Regions from separate parts of the Gasterosteus aculeatus genome. Here region 2 is linked to region 1. A link is a contact called in public Hi-C data. All regions are on one chromosome and are shown on one strand. The core of a region is the stretch at or near the end of the contact, and the rest is flanking DNA. Distances in the headings are between cores, read along the strand shown.

Region 1 (4,838 bases), core at 1,751-4,250:
ACAAGATTTCTGTCGTGCCGGGTTTGTTAATGGTGCCAGGACTACTGCTCGTTCAATAATATACTAAGTGGACAATGCTGTGAACCAGTGTCGTTTCCCAACCTTTATTAGTGTTACAACCACACAGAGGAACATTTACAAAGCAATTTTCCTACCTGAGTTTCTCATCTTTGAATCACATGGACAGATTTGGCTTCTCTAACACATACGGTGAAATGAGCTCTCTCTACTCTGCAGCGCTTGTATAAAAAGCAGAACAATAAGCAATAAATGCCCCAGAAAATAATTCACCATTTTTACCTCTAAAGGTGCTGTGGACTTACTTATAACCTGAGTCAAAAGCGTCTTTTGTCCATAGCAAAATAATTGAACCTCTTTTTTAGTTTTTCTCAAATAGTACTTAAAACACAAACCATTAAAAAGCAACTGGCATTTGACAAAACTTCTCACATTTATTTTATTTGTTATACAAGTGTTGAACTTTACATCAGTCTTAAGTGATGAACCTGGTAGGTAACAGGTTTACATAAAAAACATGAGCTACAGTACATCATGTATACCAGTGCTGGAAAATATTCACACATTTCCCATTTATTTTTTGGATTAGATTTTTAATAAATAAAATGTCCAAACCCAGGCGGAAGAACTACATTTATGATAGAAACTTTTTTGTCAAAAGCCCATCACTCTGCCGTGACTGTTTAAAAGATCTATTCCATTCAGATTTACACACGGAAATGTGCAATGCATGAACCGCTATAACTGGGAATTTGCATTCCCATCCTATTGAAGCTGATGCCACTTTGGCAAAATCATATAGACATATATTCAAAATGCGCGACCAATGGAACTCAGTAAGCAAAAAACACTGTTCACGAGTGGAAGAAAGTGATAACGCATCAATTTGTTGAATCCTCCTTTCTTTTCATAAACCTTTACGTTCAAACACACTATTATGAAAGAAGTGTTGAACCATAAACACACTGTATAACATATGTGCAACTCCTACACATAATAATTTTTCAAACGTTAAATTTTGAATTAAAAGGTTTCTTCATATTAACGTCTTCCCAGGATTTTTTATTTTACACTAGCAATACAACAAAATATATATTTTAGCCATTTTCCTTGACAACAGTTCATTGTACAGTTGAGAAAATATAAGGCCAGGGGCTTGATTGCTAGTGGTTATACAATCCAAACTTCAAGGTGGAGGAGTGACGCCGGGCAACCAGGAGCTTATGTTCCTTTTCTGACAGTCTGATCTGGAACATTTTAGTCCACATCCTGGTCCAGGGGGGTGTTTTGTTTACAATAATAATAATAATAATAATAGAAAACAGGCTTCAACAAGGATGTTGGAAAGTGTATGTACAACCTTTTGACCGAGAAATTGCTGATATGATGGAGCCAGTAATGTTTGTTTTTTTTGTCTTTTTTTGCCTTTTTTTTTTTTTTACATTTTTGTACCTTCAACCTTTCTAAACAGCAGCAGCACATTTAAATACATAGTTGGCTTGTCTCTTAAAATTGAAATTTTACTCTGCATTTTATGTACAGTCTCATTTAAACTTTGCACTGCCATCACTGTGCATCGAGTCCGTTGGTGTGCAGGGAAGGTAGGAGGATGTCTGAGGGGCGAGGAGATTGCAGCGCAGCTGGAGGAAAAGGGTTTGCAAATGGCTAGTGTGCATGACGGGGCTTCTTAGCTCTCTCCAAAAATAAAACGATCACTTATCTTCCATTCATTGGTGTGTCCTTCAAGAGGTCAGGGCTGCAAAAGGGCAATAGGAGTTTTTTGTGATGATTTAAATAGCCCAAAATTTAAAGGCTTGTCACCAACTGCATCTGTCCTTCCCGTACATCGCCTTCAGGGAAGCAGCCATCTTTAGCGATAGGAATAATGTAACCATCACTGCCCCCTCGGCCTATCTGGTAATAGGCTTGGAGCTGGTGGCCAGCCCCTAAGTTAGGCATGCTTTTGTAATAAACGTCCTCATTCTCACCCCCTTTGCAGGGGGACAGCTCCTCTACCACGTCGGGGCTGCTCTCAGGGTACGGAGAGTCCCTCAGATTAGGCATACTCGTGTACAAGGAGTCTCTGTTTGGGGACTGCAGACTATCATCGGGGTTGGTGGGTGTCAGTTGGCTGACAAAGGTTTCAACTCCCCCATCGGTCCTCACCTTCTTCTGGGGTGCGTACAGAAGCGAGTGAGTCCGCTCGGGGATCAGCGGCGCCTCCAGCTGCTGCTGATGGTGCAGCTCGAGGCCCACGGTGTCGCCCACGTGCACCAAAGAGGAGGCATCGGCCACGATGGCGTCGTCTTCGCTGCTGCTGCCGCCGACGACCACTGTCACCTTGGGCGGAGCCCGCTCCGTGTGGTGGTGACGGTGGTACAGCGGGGGCTGCTGATGGTGGGGTGGATGATGTAAGCTGTGGTGCTGCAGCTGCTGTTGTTGCTGCTGCTGCTGCTGCTGCTGCTGCTGTTGTTGTTGTTGTTGTTGTTGTTGCTGCTGTTGTTGCTGCTGCTGCTGCTGCTGCTGCTGATGGTGGTGGCTTTTGTTACAGGCACGCAGGTTGTTGTGTACTAGCTCAGAGATGATCATTTTCTCAAAGGCAGCATCGTCCAGGCTGAGGCCGCAGTCTACCACCTGCACGCTGTCGCCAAAATCCCCATTGCGGAGAGAGTAGCTATTGTTAAAGTTACCATTTAGCGGTAGAGTATCCATTGCACTTGTATCCCTCACCGCATTGTTCAGTGAGTGCCCTGGAAAGAGGGGGACATGTGAGGGGATGATACATTAGTTAACAGCAATGATACAAAGGAGAAAAAGTGAGTTTAATGCTGTTTAGGATGCGGTTTCAAATAGAAACTCAAATGAAACCAAGCCATGCTGTAAATGTGTTAGTTAGGCACCGTTATGTATATATATATATACATATACATACACATACATATATACTTGTATGTAGACACATATATACACATGTATACATATGTATATACATACATATAGACAGTGCCAGTCAAATGTTTGGACACATTTTATCATTTAATGAGAAAGTGCGTCCAAATGTTTGACTTGTACTGTACGTACATATATGTGCATGCATTATATGCAATAAGAAATCATTTTATTTTCTCACATGTACGTTTTGACTGCCGCTTTTACAAATGGCTTCATAATAAGCAGAACGTTGTGTGTTTTAGTGCGCCACAAATGTGACAACAAAACCAAAAAAAAGATCCCAAACAACATTAGACACATACTGGGAACACTATACTGGGAACACTATTCACCATCACAGCACACCGGGCAAAAGTAGATGTGCACGAAGCCATATGAAGCCATAAACGGGAAAGCTACAACACTCAAAGGTCGTCTAGCAACTAATAGGTTGGATGTGCCGAGGGAACGAAAAAGACAGAGATGGGAAAAGATGACAACGACAGAGAGGGGAAGTGTTCATGTATCAACATGGGGCAGCCATCTTTGTTCTCACTACAAGGGGAGCCCACAAGCAGCACTCCACCATCACCACACACAGCAGGTGAAAAGACTCACTTTAGACAACTCACATCATGTCTGTCTGCTCAGGCTATCTGGTCTAAGAGCAGCTGATGTACAAAAGAAAAAGTAAAATGATTTATTGTAACATGAAGAAGAATCACTCAAAAGAACAACAAAACGTAAAGCAAAAGTCTCAACTGCGAATTAGCGAGAGCAAGGGTTCAGCAAATGAAATGGAAAAAGCATTAAATAGCTTTTACTTTTGTAGATTAGCCTACAGCTGCTTTTTCAAAAGATTTTTTTTGTTCGTTTTAGTTTTTATTTGTGTTGGTACACTTTCTGTCCGTTAGTTGGCAGCCTGTGTACCCAAAGCTGTCAAAGGTCAGCGCTCGCCCGCAGCCCAGCACTCGGCATCCGTCACAGTGACAGTTCCCAGCGAGACCCCGGCCACTAGCAGAACAGCTCAAGAATAACACAGCCGCTGCAGAGGTCATGTTAGGAATTTCTCAGCGCATGGAGGTCATGGAAAACAGCAGAACTAAGGATAAATATTAGCCACGCCATGATTGAGAGAGGAGATAAGGGAAAAATGTGTTCTGCTATGACTAACACGCCTCCTTGAAGAACGCAGACGTAAAAAATTAAGGGGAAAACTAATAGAATATTTTACAGCAACGTTTGTCTTTGTCCCAAATTTATGGGGGAGCGATTTTGATCGTATAGGAGGCATGATAAAAGCGCCGCTCTCACAGAGCCTATTTAAAATGAAGATAAATGACAAGAAAGTCGTGGGAAAGAAATAGAAAAAAAAAAACTAACAGCTGCTGCCATGACATCCATGTGTTTGTGTCTGCAGGAGGCAATTTAGTGTCCGGACAGGTGCTGCCTGGAGAGGTGTGAGGGGAATACTACGGGACACTGAGAGTGCCGAATGCCACGGGAGAAAAGACATTTTGGGAGAAAAGAAAACAAAGGAGGAAAAATCTAGATATCTCTATAAATGCTTCTTTCTGCCAGAAAAAAATGACGCATTTTGGTCGAAAATCCCAAATCAAGCAGAGGAGATAAGCAAAGTAAAGGGCATTTGCAATAAAGCTTTTAAATCTGGAAGATTTCGTCAAATGATGAGATGAATCTTTTTATTTCTTTTCAGATTAGAGTAGAATTTGGGTGGATCATTTTTTGAACCACTTGCTCACTGAGTGTGTGTTAATGGCCTAAAGTAAACCAAGTGATAGTGCCGGGGTTTCGGTTGATTTTAATAAGCATGCTGAAAAGAATTTACATTTGATAGGCAAAGTTAAGAGTTACTCCCATACTTGTCT
Region 2 (4,838 bases), core at 692-3,191, 130 kb before region 1:
CTAATGCCAGGGACACTTTAGAGGTTGTGGCCCTCTGTGGCTATTTTCACCCAACGCGCATGCACCTCTCCTAGGCATCCTGGTTTGTGGCGCAGTACCAGAGCGAGCCAGCTGGTGGCGGTGCTGCACTCCCTTCATTAATCCCCCCCTTTCGCTTTCTCTCCCTCTGCCCTCTCTTCTTGTTATTCATTAAAGCGCCTCGGAATAATAAGTCCCCAAGAAACTGGGAACATGTGATGAAGTCGTAGTTAATAATGTATACGCCCCACCCACCCCTCCTCGCCTCCCATACTTCGTCTTTTTATCCCCACTTCTCCCTCTGCCTCCCTCCCTTCCTTCCTTACCTCCCTCCCCATTGCCCCCCCCCACCTTCCAACAACACAACTGCTGTTCAGCTTCGCCGCGCTCAATGCGCCAATGCCCTTGCTCTGAATGGGGGGTAAACATTCATTAACATATTTATATCTTAAGCCTCCACCCCCCCTAAAAAAAAAAATGGCGACGTAAATGGGCTCGTTGGGAAGCTTTCAGAACACAAGTCCTTTCACACCTCAACGCCGTTCTCTTTAATCACGCTGTCTTAATATGGCGGTGACCCCTAACGCAACCAAATACCTGCCTCCTCGTTGGTCGCTTGGATATTCTGGCGGTTTAGAGACGTCCAACACAGATGGAAAGTGAGCTCACACAATCTCTACCGCTCAGGCTCTTGTGTAGTGCGTGCGTCTGTGGGGAGAGATTTGGATGCTGTGATCTGCTTCGCTTCGCCTCGACGTGATGCTCACGGTGACGTAGCGAGCATCGCGTTTGCGTGCTACATCCGACTTTGACCTCTGTGCGCTCTGAGCCTAATGCGGATCACATCCCGCCTCGACATGCAAGTTCAAACGGAGTCAACCACCACAGGCTGTGAGAGCGTGTTTAAACCATCAAAACCATTTTATTTTATTACCATTTTTTATTATTCCCCCCCCCCCCTTTTCTCCATTTTCTCTACAAGAAATCCAACCTCAACCCTAAAAATATCCAGGATTTAATCAGCATTCAGGCCCGTGGCTTGTGGGGGGGGGCGACCTACGAATTGTCCTCTCAGCCTGAGCCAGAATCCATACACAACATGTATGGATCCATAGACAGTATGCTTGGATTCTGCAGATGCCATTGTGAACATCTCGCAGTCACTGTGCACCTACAGGCCGCTGCTTTCAACGGCACCACTGGAAACAACGGGGCGCCCATTGTTCTGCTTTGGCGGCTCAATTATTGAAGGGCAAGAATCGATAGCGTAGCTCCGGAGTATTTTTTATAAGGATCTGAGTAATGCATACAGCTCATGACAGTGTCACAGGAAATGGAGGATAATACGGTGTACACTGTGGAGAAGCAGGCGCAGGAGAAACCAAATCGATTTAATTTAATTTGGCTCAGCCCGCCTTATTTCAAGGTGGGTTTTTTCACTCAAAAGGGCAAGAAAAGGAGAATCTGGACTCTCTTACACTCCAGCAGGCTTCCTTCTGTTTTTCCCTTTTCTTCCTTTATTGGTCCTGGAAAGAAATTACTTGGGTTACTGGATGAATTATTTACTCAAACAATTTACTGTATCCGTCATGCGTCTCTCGCATTCCCTCTCAGTCCTTCTGTCTCTCATAAGCTCCAGATGCAAATGTGACTGTGTCCCTTTCCCCTATAAATAGCGGCCGCCAGAGGGTTTCTTCCAGGAGTCAGCCACAGTTTTTCTCCCGTACCAAAATAACCAGAGGAGGGGAGAGCAACACTGTGGCAATACAGACATTGTCACATGCAGTCGGAATACTCCATCGGCATAGAGATAAGTAAGGAGGGGAGGAAAAAAAAAGTTGAGTGATTCGTCAGCATGACCTGGAGGAGGCTCCTGATTGGACACCTCGCTGTTGGTGCTCTGTCATGATTGGTTGTTGCAACGTGCCCCAGTTTGGTGTGTGTATCTTCCCCTCATGGTTGGAGACTTGAGTTGAATCTCACAACTGTCCATGATAATAGGAACTTCCCAAATGTCCTTTCGATGATGGTCTTGTGTATTGCAGTGTTATTAACACGGATGATGAGCTGAGGCCCATTTAGAGAAATTGAGAATATTGCAACGTCTTTAGTGATTGCCTTGTAAATTTCATTGACAATTTTATAAGTTGCATGGCAACATCTTTATTTTTGCTTTTAAAAATGTGTCAATTCTTACTTAATTATTGATCATGTTTTAATCTGTTGAGTGTCTCATGCCTTCTATGCGTTTTTATCAAATGTATTTCAGGGTCATTTTGTGGTTTACAGAGCAGCGACTACATGGCTGAAGGAATGATTCAGAGGGATAAAGTGAACCACCAATAGACCGACTGTGACAGAGACACAAACACAGATATTCGGTATATCACTATTTCGCCATATTTGGTGAAGTAGATTAACAAATTGCTGCAAAATCTCACAAAATGAACGGTAGGCGCCATCTTAATGGTAAATGCATAAACAGACTACATAGATCTAGTTAGGTTGTAGTTATAAAGAAAATGATATTCTGAGAAAAAGGAATTAAATCAATTGGGATATTGTTAAGAAGCCGTATTGTGGTGTCTTTTTCCTTACAAACTACTTTTGTGAATACAGCTCATGAAAAATTAAACATTTTTCATAATTTCCTCAAGTAAATTGACAACAGCTGCATTAAAATGTGTTTTTATATATGTTTTTTTCAGTTTTCTTTACCAAGAGACACTAGTGTTCTTGAAAATGTTCATTATTTGTTAATTGACCTGATTGAATATTCATTACACACATTTGAAATGTAAAAACTATCCAAATTTTAAATGTTGATCAATAAAAACTAAAAAAAATACTAGGCTCTTTTTATGAAATAAAAAGCACTAATGTGTAAGCCTTTCTTTTTTTTTCAAACAAACTTCTAATTCCATTTACTGACAATCCAAATGTTTGGGTTTTCTGTGTTAATTAAATTTGTCACTCGGAAGGGCTCCGCTTCTACTTCCTTCCCAAAAAATGTTAACGATGAATAAACTTCTACTTTGTGGTGACAATTCATTTGGATCTCTTCCTGGAGGATGGAGAAACGTCCTGGCAGATTTTTGGATTGAAGAAAACTCTTGTGGAGGATCTGAGCGAAAGTGACGCAAACCCCATTAATACACACTCACTCCGATCCCTTTCACTTTCATTTCAGTGGCACAACCCATAGATATTATGCAGAGGTGCACAGACAGTCCCTCCTCTCCGTCCTCATAATGGAGGCTGTATTGTTTCACAGTTGATTGTGAAGACGGCACAAAGTGATCCTGATGAAGTCTTCATTTTCCATCCTAGCAAACTAATCAATTTCATTTTTTTCCCCCTTGCCCCCCCCGCCATTCTATGCCTGCCTCCTTCTCTGTCTCTTCCTAAAAGCCCGACACAGAGCCATGAGTGAGACAAACATCCATGGAAATCATTTTATTAAAGACTGCCATCATATATCCGTGGTGCTAACACTGTGAAAGCAAAATTCATAGCAATTCAATTAACTAAAAGGAACAGGGGAATGGAAAACGTCTCTGCTGGATAATATTCGCTTTACTCGCCAAGCTTATCGGAAAAATACAAAAACAAGGACAAATGTGTGAGAAAACCCAGCTGTACAAGTGAAGAAAGTTATTTATGAAAACAAACGTGCTTGTAGTTTTGTAGATGTCGCTGCGATGTGATTGCATGGGTTTATTCATACATTCAAATCTGTCTAAGAGTGCTGGTAAAGAAATGCAGTATGTAGGGTCACGTCCGTGGAGCACAATTTGAGGAATGAGGATGAAATAGTGTTGAAAAAATAAATCCAAAATGCAGACAAAGCTATTTTGCTTGCGTAACCACAGCGCAGCCATGCACGGCCTTCAACACGGAGCGTACTGCACAATCTAAATAAATGGCAGCCTCTCGTTACTTAATGCATTCAGTCAAACAAACCTGAACTGCATTCCCCGCGAATGATATCGCTGTTGAAAATGCATGAACTCTTGTTCACAAGCCCAACCTTTTCCTGAAGAGACTGTGCTCTTGAATTGTTTAAATCCCTCTCGCTCTCCGTCTACAATTCCCACTACAGGACACAAGGCGCGAGGCCCGCGTCGCCAAGGAGTCAAGCCGCCCTGAGTCCTGAGACAGGCGGCCTATAATCCAGCGGTGTTTTCAAAGCAAGATGAAGGGGCAATGGAGTGCACACAAGTGCAGATTTTAGTGGAGCAGCTAAGCTATGGTAAAATATTTGGACCCAACAGAGCACGGATTTAGCCTCTGAAACTGCTCGCTCCACTCCACTCCACGCCATTTTTAGAGTCTGTGAATATATGGATGACTTTTGTCAAATTGGGTTTGTGCTCATTTCAAGTATTTTGCCTGTCAGAGGGGGAATGTAAGGAAAGTCTACACAATGGGATCCAATTTTGACCTTGAGAAAGAATAAAACTATTTTTTGAAACACTAGCAGAAGAAGAATTTTATTAAAATTAAATAAATGCAACTATCCAGCTGGATAATATACAGATATGTATTTTCAAAAAATAATAATTCCAAAATACTCTACAATAATATTAAGAATATTAATAAATAAAAAAGGGATTTTGCTAATGTTTGCTTGTTTTCTCTTCATTCTACAGGGAGACTAAACTAAATGGACATCAAAATCCATTTTGCCCCACAGAGGCTGCTGTGTGCGCGCTGCCTGCCATTTGCAGGCCTCTGAAGCTCCATTAGTTGGCTTGGTGAGCTCCAGCTACGGTTCCTCACGGGACAGCAAATAACAGCCCTGCTGAAGGCTCTTTGAG

The links. A called contact is a pair of places that touch in the nucleus more often than the background predicts.
Region 2: a contact with region 1 is called in a Hi-C map of skeletal muscle, with 1.7 times the contacts expected there. The contact joins two enhancer-like sites. A contact is called at or near these places in 2 of 6 Hi-C or Micro-C datasets (both in skeletal muscle).

What each region holds. Positions count from the first base shown.
Region 1 is chr8:15,322,708-15,327,545 of fGasAcu3.hap1.1, reverse strand. The region is part of intron 22 of adgrl2a (adhesion G protein-coupled receptor L2a); the gene reads right to left. Among protein-coding and RNA genes, the nearest start is that of adgrl2a, 86 kb to the right of the region's middle. Within about 2 kb of position 3,000, at least 1 of the 9 cell types and tissues checked has open chromatin away from gene starts, as enhancers often do.
Region 2 is chr8:15,449,999-15,454,836 of fGasAcu3.hap1.1, reverse strand. No RefSeq gene overlaps it. Among protein-coding and RNA genes, the nearest start is that of LOC120823986, 24 kb to the left of the region's middle. Within about 2 kb of position 1,941, at least 2 of the 9 cell types and tissues checked have open chromatin away from gene starts, as enhancers often do.